2 separate regions of the Mus musculus genome follow, and region 1 is linked to region 2. The links are chromatin contacts, called in public HiChIP or PLAC-seq maps. All regions are on one chromosome and are shown on one strand. Each heading gives the region's core, a stretch centred on a gene start, on an enhancer-like site or on the middle of the called end of the contact. The rest is flanking DNA. Distances are from core to core; before and after follow the strand shown.

Region 1 (5,570 bases), core at 1,982-4,481, 1.0 Mb before region 2:
TGAGTTTATCTGTTGGCACGTGTCTAGAAAATCCTGCAGGAGGAACAAACCACGCTTGGGACCAGGAGAGCCACTTAAAAAGACACTTGGGTCTTAAAGTGGTCTTTTGCCACGAAATGTTGCGGTAAAGATGTGACCGTCTGCTTATTTTGGGAACTTGAACCAGTGTTTTATGTGCCGGTGAGCCACTTGGCTCTCAGACCTATGTGTGTTCTCAGAGTGCCTCACACAGACCGTTTCTAACCGTGGATCAATGCCAGCCTCCTGCAGCTCCACACAGCAAACCTTCCAGAAGAGGTGAACGGGGTTTTCTGTGGTCATGACATCACCTTCGAAAGTTTGCAGGCTCTCAATGTTAACAGGACAGCATCTTTGGAGCATACGGTTTTCCTTGGAGAGAGAATTCTGTGGCTTTCTGAAGACAGCACATGTCTCATGAGAAGAAAAAGTACCCAGCCCTAGGAAGGGATTGTGAATAAGATCAGTTCCAATCCCGTTACAGCAGAAGGTCCATAGCAGAGGCTTGGTCAACTATCTTAGAGGAAAGATCTTTAGTGATGGAAAGTAAATGATTGTGTGTGTGTGTGTGTGTGTGTGTGTGTGTGTGTACACGCAGCACAAATGCATGCATGTGCACATGCATGTGTGTTAAGCATTTTCTAAAGATTAGACATGTAACAGGTGGTTTCCATGTTGAAAGGAGCATAGAAAGGCAAAGTATGCTACGCTGGGTGTCCTCTTATGTCACATCCTTTTGTGGTAAGCGTGTTGCAATGGTGATGCTTGCATTAGTTTTCAGTACCATTCATCTCATTCGTCCTCCAAACTGGGAGTGATCATTCTTGTTTTCCCAAGAAGCTGAGGGTTTCATCTCAAGTTGTTGACCATGTCTGGATTAGAAGTACAGCCTGTTTGTTACTGGTTCAGCCCGGCTGGCTTGCCCTGCTGATGGAGAGAGTGGTTATAACTCAGTTGTGTAGACGAATGTGATTAGTGTCAAATAGGTATGCAGCTTCGTTGAGAACATGAAACATTGCTTCTCTAATTAGCATGCTGTCAGTCACTCTGAAAATCCCAGTGCTCTTGGTGAGTTCAGCAGGTGTGTATGGCTCAGGTCAGGAACCTAACTGCCACCATTAAAAGGTCATACTCTCTCAAGGTCAACATGAGCACTAGATGCTATTTCCATTTTAATACTTGAATTATAATAATTAAGTAGACTAAAATACTGGGAATGTTTTTTGAGTAAATTGGGTGACACACACACACACACACACACACACACACACACACAAAAAACTTGACTGAGTCTTACGGGGAACAGAAAGCTCGCTTGTACTGAGAAACATATCAAGCTAGCCTGAGATGCAAGCCACCACCCACTTGTTACCATCTTGCTGAGCATCCTTCATCCTGTTAGAGGATCCCCTAGGATACAGGATGGAGTTCAGCAGGTGGCAGCATGGTCTTACTTGAAGCCTTTGTCATTAACAGAGAGGGTTGGTTAGCTACTTCAGCACCCCCCCACCTCGCTTCCACCCCAAAGGTTTTCTTTCCATTTCCAGGATTTCTCTTCTTGAACACACAAGCAGAGGGTGGCACATCTGTCTATCTGCAAAACTCATAGTCCCCTAATGGAGATGGCTCTGTTCTAATAACAGTGATAGTCAACATGTTATCACTGCAAACTTACGCCTCGGCCTGTTTTATACCCAGCGTTTAGCCTTTCTTCCCTGAGCACAGTTGAGGCTTGAAAGCAGTTGAAAGCAGTTAGACCTGAGCTCCAGACTTAGGTGTTGTGAATGAGGCAGCTCACAGGCACCGCATCAAGATCTCCAGCCTCAGTGAGCTTCAGTCTTTTTCTCCTATAACATGGGTCTAGTCAGTCACCTTTTGTAGTTCCTGTAGATGGCCTAGCATGGGTGAAGCATATAAGGTTGCATCGTTCATTGAAGGCAATCACGGGTATAGGGTTCTTTCTCTTCATTGGCTGGGTACCCAGTAGAAGCAAAGAAGCCCTTTAGATTTGTCAACCACCTGGTTTTGGTTTTTGTGTGACTTGATAAATCACATTTCTCAGTCAGTAGAAGATGCTGTGATGCCTGTATTACATATACCTATGACCAACCGTATTTCTCAGCCATAGATGTTGTCATACCTGCAAATAAGATGTGAATCTTTTAACTTGAAACTTTGTTTTGACTACCGGATTTCACATTTTTATTAAGTCCACCTTACACACTTAAACACATGTATTCCTGCTGCTTGTGCCTCAGTTTCTACATTCTTTGGACAGCAATGACCTACCTCATGACAGGCATGCACATAAAATTTAGGGAGATAGCCCAGGTGTTTAAAATGCTTGTCCTGTAAGTATGAAGACCTCAGTTCAATCTAGAGAATGCATGTTAACAAAGCTGACATGGTTGCACATGCTTATAACCCCAGTGCTGGGTAGGTGGAGAGAGACAAGCGGTTCCTTGGACCTTGCTGGCAAGCCTGCTGATGTAACCTAGTCTGCAAGGGTGGCCAATGAGAGACTGAAACAACACTTGGGTGCTCTACAACAGCACTTGGGTACCAATGTAAACCACCAAGGCGATACGGATGAAAACTAGGATGCTTAGATGATTTCCGATGCCAATAAACTATGGTGTGCATAAGTTTAGGCTTATCAACCTAGTACTTGGCAGGGAATATTGGTGATGGTGTAAAAAAGTCAGAGGCTCTCTTTCTTCCTGCGATGTCACAGAGGGCAAACTTTTGAGGACATTGTCAGTAAAAAAATGTTATGTGGAAAAAATGTCTTTACCCTACTTCCTCAGCCCCTTAGAAATTACGAGTCATCTCTGGCGACCCCGCTGAGGTGCCCAGACAGTGTTATTCTTGTGAGACCAGTCTGAAGCAATGAAAGCAGTGTGCTTGTCTGAGAGAATGAGCAGTAACAAATCCCTCTTAGAGGGGATGTGTTTCCCCCTCCAATAAATAAACAGAAACCTTCTCATGTGCTTAGAGCTCAGAAGGATCTGTGGAGGCTGACAAATTGGAAAGAGAGAACGGTGTAGAATCTGTGGGACATTTTTATTCCCAACGTTTCCCGGCCCTTACCCTCTTCCTGCCCGATGTCAGCCAGGAGATGTAAAGAATATTGGAATGTACACACTCCCTGTGGGGGCATTTGAACTCCAAGGCTGACCCTTTGTACTTCCCCCTTTTACAATTAAAATAACTCAGCAACTTAGCGTTATATTTAACAACCATCAAAGGCCGCTGTACAACATGGCTGCGAGCAGGGAACATTAGGTTAGCCAAACACCAAAGCCTGCCTGTGGGGTAGAAGGAAGAACCATGAAGTATATGCCTCCCTTTATGTCTTAGTTGGGGGGGGGGGGGAAGAAGAGGGTTCCATTTGTTCTATTTGGGGTTTTAACTGTTCTCTACTCTTTCTTTTCTGGCAAGGAAACATGTCCTATCCCATTCTAAGCTGATGAAAAAGCCATCAAGTCATCATCAAAAAATCTGCTTTTTTAGTACACTGCTCAATGTTGTGTGCAGCCATCAACCACAGATAACACATGACAATGACCCAGCATGGAGAGCTCCTCCAGGTGTCTAGAAAGAGAAAGCGGATAAATGCATACAAAGAAATAAACCTCTCTCTTTTATATAAAATATACAGTATTGGGCTATTGTTATGGAAACCGGGTTTAATCAAGGAGCTTAATGGTGGTGCCCTTTGGGGGAATAAAATGTATCAAAGGGAAAATCAGCCTTCTTCCCAGATATTAACACTATTTTTTCTGGTTTGACATGAATGTACTGTGAAGAAGACAAAGGACCCTGGCACAACCTGGCCAACTGTGGCCCTCTGGACACCTGTTTGTCAATAAAGTTTTATTGACATTCATGTCACACCCTTGCTAGACTTGAGTACTTGCATCAAGTCCACAGAGCACAAAAGCCTGCTATGTGCTCTTTTATAGAGCTTTGTTGCCATCGTCTAGAAGCATCCTCACTCAAGGGTGTCTTCTGTGGAAAGTGTCACTTACAGATGTCTTTTCAAGCCTTCCGAGACTTGATTTGATATACTGTTATTATTACTTTTTTTTCCAGGTGAAAGGAGAGGCCAGGTCAGCCTTGACCAAGCCGAAGAATAACCACAATAACTGTAAAAAAACCTCAAATGAAGAAAAGCCAAAGCTGTCTATTGGCGAAGAATGCAGGGCAGATGAACAAGCCTTCTTAGTGGCCCTGTATAAATACATGAAAGAAAGAAAAACGCCCATCGAGCGAATTCCCTACTTGGGTTTCAAACAGAGTAAGTATCCTTGCTTTTGTTTCTGAAAGATCAGAATTGCTAAGATTCTTTGAAATTGCAAGGCGGCGGGCGGGGGTTAGGGAGCGGGGAGTGGAAAAAATGTTGTTGTTGGGTTTTTTTTTCCTTTTCTTTTCTACTAGTGATTATGTTGAAATCCTAATCTAGGCAGGGTGTTTTCTGTTTATAGTAGATCCACAAATTGTCCAAGCCAAGAATTTTCTCCCTGCCTCTTTCCGCTGCATTGTTGCCTTCTGGGACAATTGCAGAGATATTTATAGGCAGAAGTCCGAGGACTGTGACTGGAAATAGACGTGCTGAAAGCTTCTTGTTTTCTGTTTTGTCAATCTGGAGTGTCTGCAACTCCTTTCTTATGAGATAATGATAATGATGATGATGTTGCCTTATCAGGCACAGATGTTGCCTGTTCAGAGACAACTTCTAAAAGAAAGATGTTTAAAAGTAGACCAAACAGCCATAAAGAGGGGGAAAAAATCCCTTTAGTTTTAAACCTGTTGTTTTCTTAAAGTCTGAATTCAAATCAAATATGAAATAAAAAGTTGAAGAGAAATCCCAGTTTGTAGCAACTTTGAGCTGGCTGTGCGTCTAGGTGTCTTCATGCATAGACAAGGAAACTCATAGCTTGTGCAAACTTCCATTGTAAATGAAAAAGAAAACCCAGATCTTGCCCCCCCCCCCTTGCACCCTGGAGTTCACAGCCAAGTATATTTTGCTATCTGGATTTCCTGGTGCACAAAGCTATGGGCTCCTCTGGCTTGAAATAGTATTTTCTCCAAATGCGTCTCCCTAGATTAAAGCCATGTGTCATTCTGATGAAGAGTCAAACCTGTATGTTTTACATAACAATTTACATAGCTAATAGCAGCTGGCACCGATTACAAGAGATCACTCGAAGTCATTATAAACTTATATAATGGCACATGATTACAATGTTTGTCTGAAAACTGGCTGCTCAAATAGAAGTAAAATCAATGTTCTATGAAGAGCTCTGTCCCGTTATCAGTGTTTCCGAGAACAAGGCCAAGGCAGGGCTCTTTTAGCCTTGACACAGTACAAGGTTCACTATGGCTTTGCAAGCATGTTGTGTCAGAGTCTTTTGACATTTTAATTCCCCATTTGGTTCAAATCCTGCACCAAAGGATTACTTGAAGTCCAATATTCTCACATTCCAAGGTATCTGGTACAAAACGAGCAACCAAAAATATCTCAATACTAGTTTGAGGCAAGCTTGTTT
Region 2 (5,253 bases), core at 1,823-4,322:
TCCGGCCAATGAGATTCTGAGATGGTGCTGGAGGGGCTGTGGTAGGAATATAGGCAGATAGCACAAGCCCAGGTCACGAGCCGGGTCACAAGTGCAGCACAAGGTGCCCTTACTGTAAACAGAGAGTTTTTAATTCCTAGAAGACTGTAGGTTTACAGCTGAGAAAGGAGAGTGGGTCATAAAGGCTTTGGCCTGAAGCACAGCTCATGGCTATCTTAACATCCTTATTTGAAAAGTCTTTATATAAAAGAAAGTCTGTACAACAACCTCCATAGCAAATGCTGATCAGTGAGCTGGAATTCTCAGCTGCAGAGACTTCAAACTCCGGAGAAAGGGGGTTTCTTCCCCTTCTCCTCTCACCCCCTCTTTCTCTCGTACCTCCATTGAGCCCTTGACTAGCATGTGCAAGGCCCTGAGTTTGATCCCATGCACTGCGTTAAGTAAAATAAAAATTTAAATTGGGGTTCAGGTCCAAATTCTGCGAGATCATTCAGAGAACGAGACAACCATTGCTTCTTACGGACCATGCATCGGGCAATATGCCAAGAGCTAAAAGGCATTATTATCTAGAGAGAGCTCAAATCACTCACCGTGAAGTAGCGCCATCACATGCACTTTGCAAATGGTACTGGGTCTGAAGAGCCCAGCAAACAAACCCAGCTCCTGGAGGATGGCGCCCTGAGGACAGAGGGCCTGGGAAATGAATGGGCCTTGGGCAGCCAGGTTCCAAGAGCTCACACCCACCGTTAATCCTTCAGAAATCTACAGGAGATAATAGCCACTTAGCTGTCTTAGGGCAGTAACTAGAACAAGGTTCTGTTCCGGCTTGGGGCTTTTAGTTCAACTTAGGTCAATTCGGTATAGACAGCAAACTGTACTCTCACTGCAATCTTTACTTTAAAAAAAAAAAAAAGGGAAATCATTAATGATTAAAGGTCTTTGACAAAAGGCACGGTTGTACTGCAGGGCTGGGAGCAGGAGAGCAATCAGGAGACCCTTTCTGTGAAGCCTGGGAGACAGCGGACAGATGAGCTAGGTGATCTGCAGAGATTTGTCAGCACAGCACTGCTCCACACCAAAGTCTTCTTCACCCACCCTAAGCCCTGTCCAATCCCTCTGCCACCCTCCTCATCCCACACCCCGGCTGCAGGCGAGCTGCATGAAGACAGCACAAGGTGACCCATGTTTGTTTGTTCTTTGTTGCAAACCCTGAGTGTTCGGTTGGCTCCCACCTTGACTCTAATTCTTCTGGCTGTTAACCAACCTGCTCTCTGACAAGCAGGCAATCTTCTCAGCAGCTCCTGGAACTACCTGGTCTCCAGCAGAGCCTTCTCTGAAATCCAGATCATTCTGAAATGGATTCAAGAGGTATCGGTGCTCTATGTCCTGTTCCCCCAGCCTGCCTCCTCAGTAAGTCCCACTTGAACTGCTAAAAGCCACACTCTGCCAAGACATTAGACTGGTTGGTCCATGACCGCTGATTTGGGTTCTATTCAGCACTTTTTGCTTGATTTGATAAATTGTGCCCTGAGGGCAAACGCCATGGGATCATGAACAGCCTGCTTCTGCGCCTTCTCTGGTATAAATAGCCATTCAAAATCCTAAGGCTGGGTGTGTACAGGCACTGAGACCAAAACAGTGAAACAGGACAGACAACATTCCTGAAGTAACAACCTACAGCATAATTGGAGGAAGAGGAGACAATAAGAACAGAAGCTTACAATGGAGTAAGGTAATCCATTCGAGGCTAGGTGAGATTGGGTAATTGGTGACAGAGATGCCTTGGAATCTGGACCACACTAAGAAGACAGTCTGAGGAGCAGTGTTTAGTCAGAGTCTCCAGCTGAACTTGCCAGGTGCTCGTCTTGAAACAGGGAACAGCGAAGGCCCCAGGGAAGGAAGTACAATGCTAGGTTCACAGGATCAGGAAGAGGGCAGAGAGATAGTAACCCATCAATTTTGGAAACACAAGGAGATCAGTGCACACGGGGTTCTGTGAGCCAAGATAGAATCTAACCAGAGCCTGGGGAAGCCACAGGTCATGGAAGAGGGTAAGCGGCAGGACCCTCTCACGTATGTACCGGAAAGCCCACTCTGCTTGCTGTGCCAGGCAACCAGGAGGCTGTGGACGAGAAGACCAGCTGATTAAGAAACGTAGAATTAATGACAGAGAGCAAGAGAAATGAGGTCACATCACGATACACAATTTCCTTTTTTCCATCCATGGTTTCTGGCCCCCAAGGCAGGGCCACAGAGACTCTAATCTTTCCCACCCTTTCTGCCTTAAGCTGCTCACACCGCTCCCCCCTGTGCCCACCCCCTGCTGACAGTGGGTTGTAGCATCTCCTCGATACAGAGGCCCTACCCATACCGGCTAAAAAGAAATACTGACAGACAGCCAAGAAAGTTAAAGCAGACAGTCTCTGGAGCAGGGTCTTCTCCCAGACTACAGCCAGGGAACTACCTCTATCTTTATGCATCTTGACATGGCTGTCCACACTTCAAACATTACAATGCAAGGACGTCTTAAGAGCGGACAGCACTGGGGAGTCTCTAAATAATAGACTCAGCTGGCACAGAAGGGCATGGTGCCCTTTCCCATACTTTACCTTAGGCCTTTTTCTATCCTTTAGGTTTTTTGGGTTTGGGGGGGGGTGTTTTTGTTTTTTTTTTGTTTTTAGAGATAGGGTTTCTCTGTGTAGCCCTGGCTGTCCTGGAACTCACTCTGTAGACCACGCTGGTCTTGAACTCAGAAATCCACCTGCCTCTGACTCCCAAGTGCTGGGATTAAAGGCGTGCCCCACCACTGCCCGGCTGGCCTTTTTCTCTTTGCAAGCAACTGATAACACTGAGATTCTGAGCTGCCAGGGGTATCTACTGAGCACGGGAAGAACCTGGCAGGGGCTGACGCAACACAAGTCAGCTGGGGCGGGGAGAGAGTAGTGAAAAAGAAAAGGGCACGGAGAAGAGACGCAAGTAGCTGAATGGGTCTCACAACCTGACAGACAGGGTGAAGGGGACGTCTACACACCCAGCCTGCGACCTGTGCTGGTAAACATCCAGCCTGTGACCTGTGCAATCTGACAGTGCCAACTGGACTAGCAGACTCCTGGCTAGTGCCTGCTGTAGAACCGACTGCTGCTAGCCCTTCTGTGTCTGGCCCCCCCCCCCCCCCGGCCCCGCACACTACAGCTCTTTTTACCTGTTCTATTTTCCCCCGTAGGAGACCCAGGCTCACCTTTTTGGAGCAGCTGAGGTTTGTTCCTTCAAAAAGAACAGTTTCTCCCTTCCTTTTTAATTTCCTCAAATCAGTATATGTGGCATACTACCCTGGCAGTCGTCACTAGCTGCCCATATGCTCCTTCCTTTTTCTATAGTTGAGAGTATGTGCCTCCCAAATTCCATGGTCTCTCTGTTGCCAAGGCTGCCTGGGTTATGTGCGATGGACTGTTACACATCTCTATGACCGTGTACACCTACCAAGAGTTCTCATGCGTTTCCGTGTTGAGTTCTCTTAGTAATTTATAAATAATCCCCTTAAGGCAAACAATCTAAAGTATGGCCTTTAATGTATGCGGATATACTTTTGGCCTGTGCTAGACCTGGTCCTAAACCCAGCCTTCCAGCCCTTAATCTTTCAAAGCATAACCGATGTTCTCCATTTCGCCTGGACTTTCTGATTTTGTTATTTCCTTTCTGTAGACCTCTGAAATAAGCTTCCTGGAACCCCAAATGACTGTTACACAAGTGACAGAGGTTTTGACTTTCATCTGCAGAAAGTGAAGTGGTCTCGAGATTACTGGGACGACCAGGAAACAAGGCAAACTGGGGTGTGTAAGGCACATCCTGCCATCAAGAAGCTTAACATCTGCTGGAATGAATGGCGTTATGTTTGAATCTGGAATGTTCTTGCCAGGCAGGCTCAGGTGTTAGAGCTTGGTCTCCAGCTGATGGTACTAGGGGCAGGAGGTTAAAACTTGGGGAGTTGGGGGAGGGGAGGCCAAGGATGGACCTGACTTTAAAGAATACTATGACCCTGGCCTACCTCTTCCCCTCCTCCCAAGAAGTGGAGACGTGAACGGCTCTGGGGAGCAGGTGCCCAGCCATGAAGCTCTGCCTCAGGCAGGCACAGGAAAAAAATCAAGCAGGGTGACCCTGGATGAGACCTCTGAACCTCCCTTTGAGGTGACTTTTCAATTATTTTGTCAGAGTGACAGCTGGCGGGACACAGATGGCAGCCATTCAGGGTCGACAGTTTGTTTTTATTCTTTTATGTTTTGGGTTCTGGGAGTCAAGATGGGGGTCTTAGACATGCTCCGTGCGGGTTCTGCCGCCGGCCTATCTATCCCCCTGCGGTTTATTTTTAGAATAGGATGTGCTACTTGACACATGTCATAGACATTTACGTATGTAGCTGAGGCAAAACAGAACATCAGCAGCAACAGATGTTCCAAACATCCAAGGCAACAATCAGTGAGCGGGATGAAAAGAATACACTCGACACCGACAACCTTACACAGCAGAGGAAACCGAGGGACCAGGATTACAAACAAAAGTGGGTAAGTCTCCAGACCCCAGTATTAAAAACTGAGAAAACAAGGAGGTGCGGAGACTTCCTATAAAGGTATGAGAGAGATGCAGGGTCTCTCTCCAGTGGTTCTCAGACAGAGGGCAGATGAAAACAAAATCTCACAGCAGGAAGAATGGAAACTGAAGGAGCCATGGGACTGACCTCCTCAAAGCCTGGGCTTATTAGCAGAAGCTAAAGGTCTACAGTAACCACAACAACCCTCTAATATAACTAATTACAGCTCTAACTCCAATGTGCTTTAAAAGTTTCTAACCCCCAACTAGAGAGTATGAGATGGCTGACCTGTTGCAAGCACAGAATGGACTCAGGCAGCGTCAAACGTGATTTAAACAGAAGTCCTGTACACACATAAGTTTGAGGCACAACCAATAGAGTCAGCTTTGAACTATGCAGAGGAAAGGTTAGGAGCCAGGAGATAAAGTCTGAAACGACAGGCCCGGACCGTGTCTCGAGAGGAAGGCACCATCAAAAGCCCAGCCGGCGTCCATGGAAATATGGAAACGTGTGCAAGCTGTCCCCTGAGATATTTAAAGTCACCTTTGCATTCTCCACAGACAACCCGTGAACATCAGCACACTCTCAGCACGGCCGAGGAACCTGTGAGCCGGTTTCCTTAATAATCAAGATCAAGACACTGGGGCTGGGTACAGTCTTTAATCCTA

Evidence for each region. HiChIP or PLAC-seq counts read pairs in DNA pulled down with a chosen protein or histone mark.
Region 1: an H3K27ac HiChIP or PLAC-seq map of microglia shows a contact between it and region 2, with 4 times the contacts expected there. The contact joins two enhancer-like sites. A contact is called at or near these places in 1 of 484 Hi-C or Micro-C datasets (embryonic stem cells) and 2 of 115 datasets of contacts at active chromatin or transcription factors (embryonic stem cells and microglia).

Annotation. Positions count from the first base shown.
Region 1 is chr10:68,127,537-68,133,106 of GRCm38.p6, reverse strand. Arid5b (AT rich interactive domain 5B (MRF1-like)) reads left to right here. Exons shown (of 10, transcript NM_023598.2): 6 at 4,114-4,318. Among named protein-coding and RNA genes, the nearest start is that of Gm51770, 21 kb to the left of the region's middle. Within about 2 kb of position 3,231, at least 23 of the 459 cell types and tissues checked have an H3K27ac peak or open chromatin away from gene starts, as enhancers often do. A contact at or near this core is called in microglia, where this site is marked.
Region 2 is chr10:67,103,645-67,108,897 of GRCm38.p6, reverse strand. It overlaps a transcript of Jmjd1c not described here. Among named protein-coding and RNA genes, the nearest start is that of Reep3, 9.3 kb to the right of the region's middle. Within about 2 kb of position 3,072, at least 42 of the 459 cell types and tissues checked have an H3K27ac peak or open chromatin away from gene starts, as enhancers often do. A contact at or near this core is called in microglia, where this site is marked.